Linked DNA regions of Ovis aries: region 2 is linked to region 1. A link is a contact called in public Hi-C data. All regions are on one chromosome and are shown on one strand. The core of a region is the stretch at or near the end of the contact, and the rest is flanking DNA. Distances in the headings are between cores, read along the strand shown.

The links. Hi-C and Micro-C count contacts between places; a contact is called where the count stands out from the background.
Region 2: a contact with region 1 is called in a Hi-C map of hypothalamus, with 2.7 times the contacts expected there. The contact joins the promoter of SLC35C2 here to the enhancer-like site in region 1. A contact is called at or near these places in 3 of 16 Hi-C or Micro-C datasets (hypothalamus, muscle and tail adipose tissue).

Annotation. Positions count from the first base shown.
Region 1 is chr13:74,837,172-74,839,871 of ARS-UI_Ramb_v3.0, forward strand. No RefSeq gene overlaps it. Among named protein-coding and RNA genes, the nearest start is that of CD40, 14 kb to the left of the region's middle. Within about 2 kb of position 1,435, at least 11 of the 54 cell types and tissues checked have an H3K27ac peak or open chromatin away from gene starts, as enhancers often do. A contact at or near this core is called in hypothalamus, where this site is marked.
Region 2 is chr13:75,071,657-75,074,356 of ARS-UI_Ramb_v3.0, forward strand. It overlaps SLC35C2 (solute carrier family 35 member C2), which reads right to left and starts at 1,305. Exons shown (of 10, transcript XM_042230217.1): 1 at 1-1,305.

The DNA of each region.
Region 1 (2,700 bases), core at 185-2,684:
CTCCGCCGCCCGTGTTTCTGATTCAGTATCTTTGGGATGCGGCCCAAGACTGTGCATTTCTACAGGTTTCCCAGGTGATGCTGCAGGTCCAGGGGTCACCCTCGGCATTCACATTTCTTGCTGAGCAGTCGGTTTCCTCTGGAAAGCACTTAGGGCTTTCCCTGGTTTTCAAAACAGGCTTGGTGCAGGTGTAGGGCAGGTAAGATGCAGCTGGGCGAGCAAATGCCCTGGATGTGTGCATGCATGCTCAGTCACACCAGTCGTGTCTGACTCTTTGCGACCCCTTGGACTGTAAGCCTGCCAGGTTCCTCTGTCCATGGGACCCTCCAGGCAAGAATACTACAGTGGGTTGCCATGGCCCTCCTCCAGGGGATATTCCCAACCCAGGGATTTAACCCACATCTCTTACATAATGCTCTGAATACTCTCAAACAAACAGAAGTGAAAGTTGGAGAATAAATGCCCCAGCCTCCTTGCCCTTGGGAGGGACAGATCTGAGGTGTGTTCTGTGCTGTCTCCTGGGTTCCCAGAGGGCTTGATTAACAGATGCCCTCTGCATGGGCTTCCTTTTCTTTTCTGTCTCATGTCCCACAGCCCCACTGGTGCCTCTTGGGCTCAACTCTCCAAAAAACTACCTGCATGCCTTCCTTGTTGCAGAGTCTGCTTTTGGAGAAGTCCACTCCAAGAGTCAGCATTGGCCAAGCATGAGAAGGTACAATTTTGTATATCTTGCATCCCTGACAAAGAGAAGGGGTTGTTATTCTTGGCAGCTGTAGCAAGTTCTGGGTTCTAAATGGACCTCAGCCAGGAACTTTTTAGGTGACCTTGGGGAAGTTGCTGTCTGGTTCTGAGGTTTCCCCTGCTCAGATATGATGAAGGACTGGGGTTCGATGAGTTCTAGTGCTCAGTGGCTTCAGTCGTGTCCAACTCTGTAGCCCGCCAGGCTCCTCTGTCCTTGGGGATTCTCCAGGCGAGAATACTGGAGTGGGTCGCCATGCCCTCCTCCAGGGGATCTTCCCAACCCAGTAATCGAACCCATATCCCTGGCGTCTCCTGCATTGTAGGCAGTTTCTTTACCCACTGAGCCACCCGGGAAGCCCATTATGAGTTCTAGGGAGCTTGCCAACTCTAAAAGAGGATCAGCCTACACTGTAGAGTCCACTCTGACCTGTGGATGAATGGGTGGGCGTGAAACTCGCATCAGCCTGAAGGTGGCGCCAAAGTAATGTCCGAAGACCCTGGCGGCTGGCTTCTGCCCGCTCTCATCCTCCCGTCATCCATCCGCCCGAGCCTCCTGCGACTTCTACTCTCCAACTTGATCCGTTTCTCGGGTCTCTCTCTCCACTGCTTCCTCCATTTAACAAGCATTCCTGCATTCCTCCTGTGGCCTCTCCTCCAGCTAGGGTTGTGCGTGCCCTGCTCAGTCACTTCAGTCGTGTAGAGTTGAGCAGGGAGCACCAAGAATGCGCAGGGCCGGAGCGCTCTGTGCTAGGCACAGGGCTAAGAACTTCACACGCTTGTCTAAAGCCCCTAGGACAACCCCGAATAAGGCACAGTCTCTTCGAACGCCCAGCTTACAGATGGAGGCTCAGAGGCTAAATGACTTGCTAAGGCCTGAAGAATTAGAGCTGGGATTTAGGCCTAACTGGTTGATCCAAAACCTCTGGCGAGTGAAAACCCAGGCACACGTCATTAGGCTGTTAAAAGGCCGTGTGACTGCCCAGGGCAGAAGAAAAGGCCCCGCAGGAGCAGGTAACCTTTAGGGCTGGGGTAACACAGGGGCTGGAGAGCAAGACAGGCAGGTTGGGGGAGTCAGGACGGCAGAGCCTCTGGGCAAAGCCGCAGCAAGGCTCTGTCCATCTTGTGGGGGCGGGGGAGGTGGCATCTATGGATTCTATCCAGTGGTTGCCCTCTAAGAATGAAAGTTATATATTGCTGGGCATCCAGATTTCTATATTAAATCTCCCAATGTTTAAATGCTACCAATCCCCCAAGTTAAAACCGTGAGAGCTCAAGACAGCATATCACAGAGGGTTGAAATTAAAAGCGACTGGGAATTTCATTGTATTCAGCACTTTTCTTTTATAATTAAAAAAATTTTTCGGCCACATTGCGTGGCACAGTTATCTGCCCAGGGATCGAACCCACGCCGTGGAAGAGTGGAGTCTTAAGCGCTGGACCTCCAGGGAAGAGCTACTTTTGTTTTCTATGAGGGGAGACTGAGGCCCTGGGAGGGTCCAGAGTCAGGTCAGGCCACATGTGCCAGGCAGGTTGTCTCTTTTCTCTGCACCCCAGCTCGGAGGCTGGAGAATTTCTGGGGCCTTAGGCTCCACCCTGCGACCCTGGTTAACTGGATCTAAAACACTGAAATTCTAGGACTGGGGGGGCAAGGGCTGAGCTGGCTGTAATGCCCTCTTAATTTGATGACAACCCCCACCCCATCTCGGCCCTCAGGCATATACTCACACACTCTCCCCTTGAGCCTTCAGGGCTCTGCAGTTGATTCCTTGGGCAGCAGAAGTTATTAAAGAGTCTGCCCCGAAGGATTTCTCTCCCCAAGAGTGATTCTAGCTCAGAAAATTACCAACCCACCTGCAGGGGTGGGGAGATACAGTTTTAATTTGTTTAAAAAAAAAAAAAAAAAGAAAAAAAAAAACCCATGCTGTGGTCCTGGAGTCTGGGGGATGGGGGAAGCTCATT
Region 2 (2,700 bases), core at 55-2,554, 230 kb after region 1:
GCCAGAGTGGAGCACGCGGGCACCAAACCCACCTCTGACAGAACTCCAGGCCCATGCTCCTTCCTCTATACCAAGGCTTCCCAACTGTGGCATTAGTGCTATTTGGGGCTAGATAATTCTTTGCTGGGAGAAGCCCTGTCTGTGCACGGGAGGATGTTAAGCTGCATCCCTGGTCGTTGTGCACTAGGGGCCTGGACCATCCCTTCCCCGCAAGTTGGGACGACCAAAAATGTCTCCAGATGTTGCCAACTGTTAACCTGGGGGTTGGGGGTGGGAACCGCTCCCCCTTGAGACTGACTGCTAGGTCCCACAGGCAACTGCGGGGCCTGTTGGCACTAGGGGAGCTATCTCTTGGTACTCCCTCTCCCTGGTTAGCCCTGGGCTCCCACACCAGGATGGTCAGCACCCTGCTGGGAATTGATTTCTTATATCTCCTGGCTTCTGGAGTGGTTCCAGCTCCAACAGGCTCCAACACTGCCACGCAGGTGCTCCCTCCACTGTTCAAATCCTGCCCTTCTTTCAAGGAGCCAGCCCAGGCCCGCCACCTTCGGGAAGTCCCCATGAGGACCCCAGCCCACAGGGAGCACCTTTTCGAAAGTTAACGAGGCCCCTCACTGGTGTCCCTGCTTCCAATTCCTCCTACAGCCTGGAGGCAGCCATCCAGCTGCAGAGGTGGCCTGAGCACAGAAAGCAGACCAGGCCCTCACTGGGTTAATCCCAACTCCTCAGCAGACCCGAGGGGAAGGCCTCCCAGCCTCCGGCCTCTGCCAGCTTCTGCAACCTCATCTTCTCCTTCCCACCCCCCACCCGCCACGCTGGCCCCTGGCCATTTGTTCAACACATCAGGCCTGCGTCCTTTGTATTCGCGGTCGCAGATCTTTGCTTGGTTGAACATCTTGGGGCCTGGGGCGGGGTAGGGGTGTGGGGAGGGGGGCGTCTAATCCTGGTGGCACCTCCCACTGCCTGACGTTTCCTTGTTTGTCCACGTGTTTACCATCCACCCCCCGACTCCCACCCCACGGCGGGATGCGGCCTCTCCAAGTGCAGGGCCGGGTCCGCGCGATGCCCGCCTGGGTCCCGCCGCGGGGAAAGAGCGCGGAGGCCCGGGCCCCTCCATGACTGCGATACCGAGGCCCGGGAGGAGCATGACCCGGGCGGGCCCCGCGGCCGCGGCGCGCGGCGCCGAGCCTGGACCCCGCTCACAGCCCCGCCCTGGTCCCCCTCCAACCCCGGGAGCGCGCGGAAGGCCCGCCGCGCGCCCACTCACCTCGCACCGCCGGCGCTGCAGGCCCGGATCCTCCTGCCGGAAGTTCGAGGCCCACTGCCGCCACTGGGGGGCGCTTCTGCCGGAAGCCTCTGGGGGTGGGCCCGGGGCCAGGGGCGGGGCGTGTCGGGGGCGGGGCGGGGCGTGTCGGGGGGCTGGTCCTCCCGTGTGGTCTGCGAAACCGCGTGCTGCGCGCCCTGGCTCCCCAGGAATCCGGCCTGAGCATCCCCCTTGGTTGTGTCTCCTGTTGTCAACCGAGATCCTGGTCAACCAAGGTGCCTGCTGCAAGAGCCCTGCGCACCGCTGGCAGCCAGGAAAAGGTCACCTACTCATATATTGAAGTATTTACCTTATTCCAACCCAGTGCTGGGCAACCATGGAAATGCTTGTATCTCTCCTGGGCTTTTTCCTATGGGAGCTCAACCCAGCTAGGGAGTGATATCGGAGGCATCAGGTTTCAGGACTTAGAAGATCCGTTCAGTTCAGTCGCTCAGTCGTGTCCGACTCTTTGCTACCCCATGAATTGCAGCACGCCAGGCCTCCCTGTCCATCACCAACTCCTGGAGTTCACCCAAACTCATGTCCATTGAGTCAGTGATGCCATCCAGCCATCTCATCCTCTGTCGTCCCCTTCTCCTCCTGCCCCCAATCCCTCCCAGCATCAGTCTTTTCCAATGAGTCAACTCTTCGCATGAGGTGGCCAAAGTACTGGAGTTTCAGCTTTAGCATCATTCCTTCCAAAGAACACCCAGGACTGATCTCCTTTTGAATGGACTGGTTGGATCTCCTTGCAGTCCAAAGGACTCTCAAGAGTCTTCTCCACCACAGTTCAAAAGCATCAATTCTTCGGCGCTTAGCTTTCTTCACAGTCCAATTCTCACATCCATACATGACTATTGGGAAAACTACAGCCTTGAACAGACGGACCTTTGTTGGCAAAGTAAAGTCTCTGCTTTTGAATATGCTATCTAGGTTGGTCATAACTTTTCTTCCAAGGAGTAAGCATCTTTTAATTTCATGGCTGCAGTCACCATCTGCAGTGATTTTGGAGCCCCCCAAAATAAAGTCTGACACTATTTCCACTGTTTCCCCATCTATTTCCCATGAAGTGATGGGACCAGATGCCATGATCTTCGTTTTCTGAATGTTGAGCTTTAAGCCAACTTTTCTACTCTCCACTTTCACTTTCATCAAGAGGCTTTTTAGTTCCTCTTCACTTTCTGCCATAAAGGTGGTGTCATCTGCATATCTAAGGTTATTGACATTTCTCCCAGCAATCTGATTTCAGCTTGTGCTTCTTCCAGGTCAGCGTTTCTCATGATGTATTCTGCATATAAGTTAAATAAGCAGGGTGACAATATACAGGCTTGATGTACTCCTTTTCCTATTTGGAACCAGGTTTCTCAAGAGGAAGGTCTGGTGGTCTGGTATTCCCA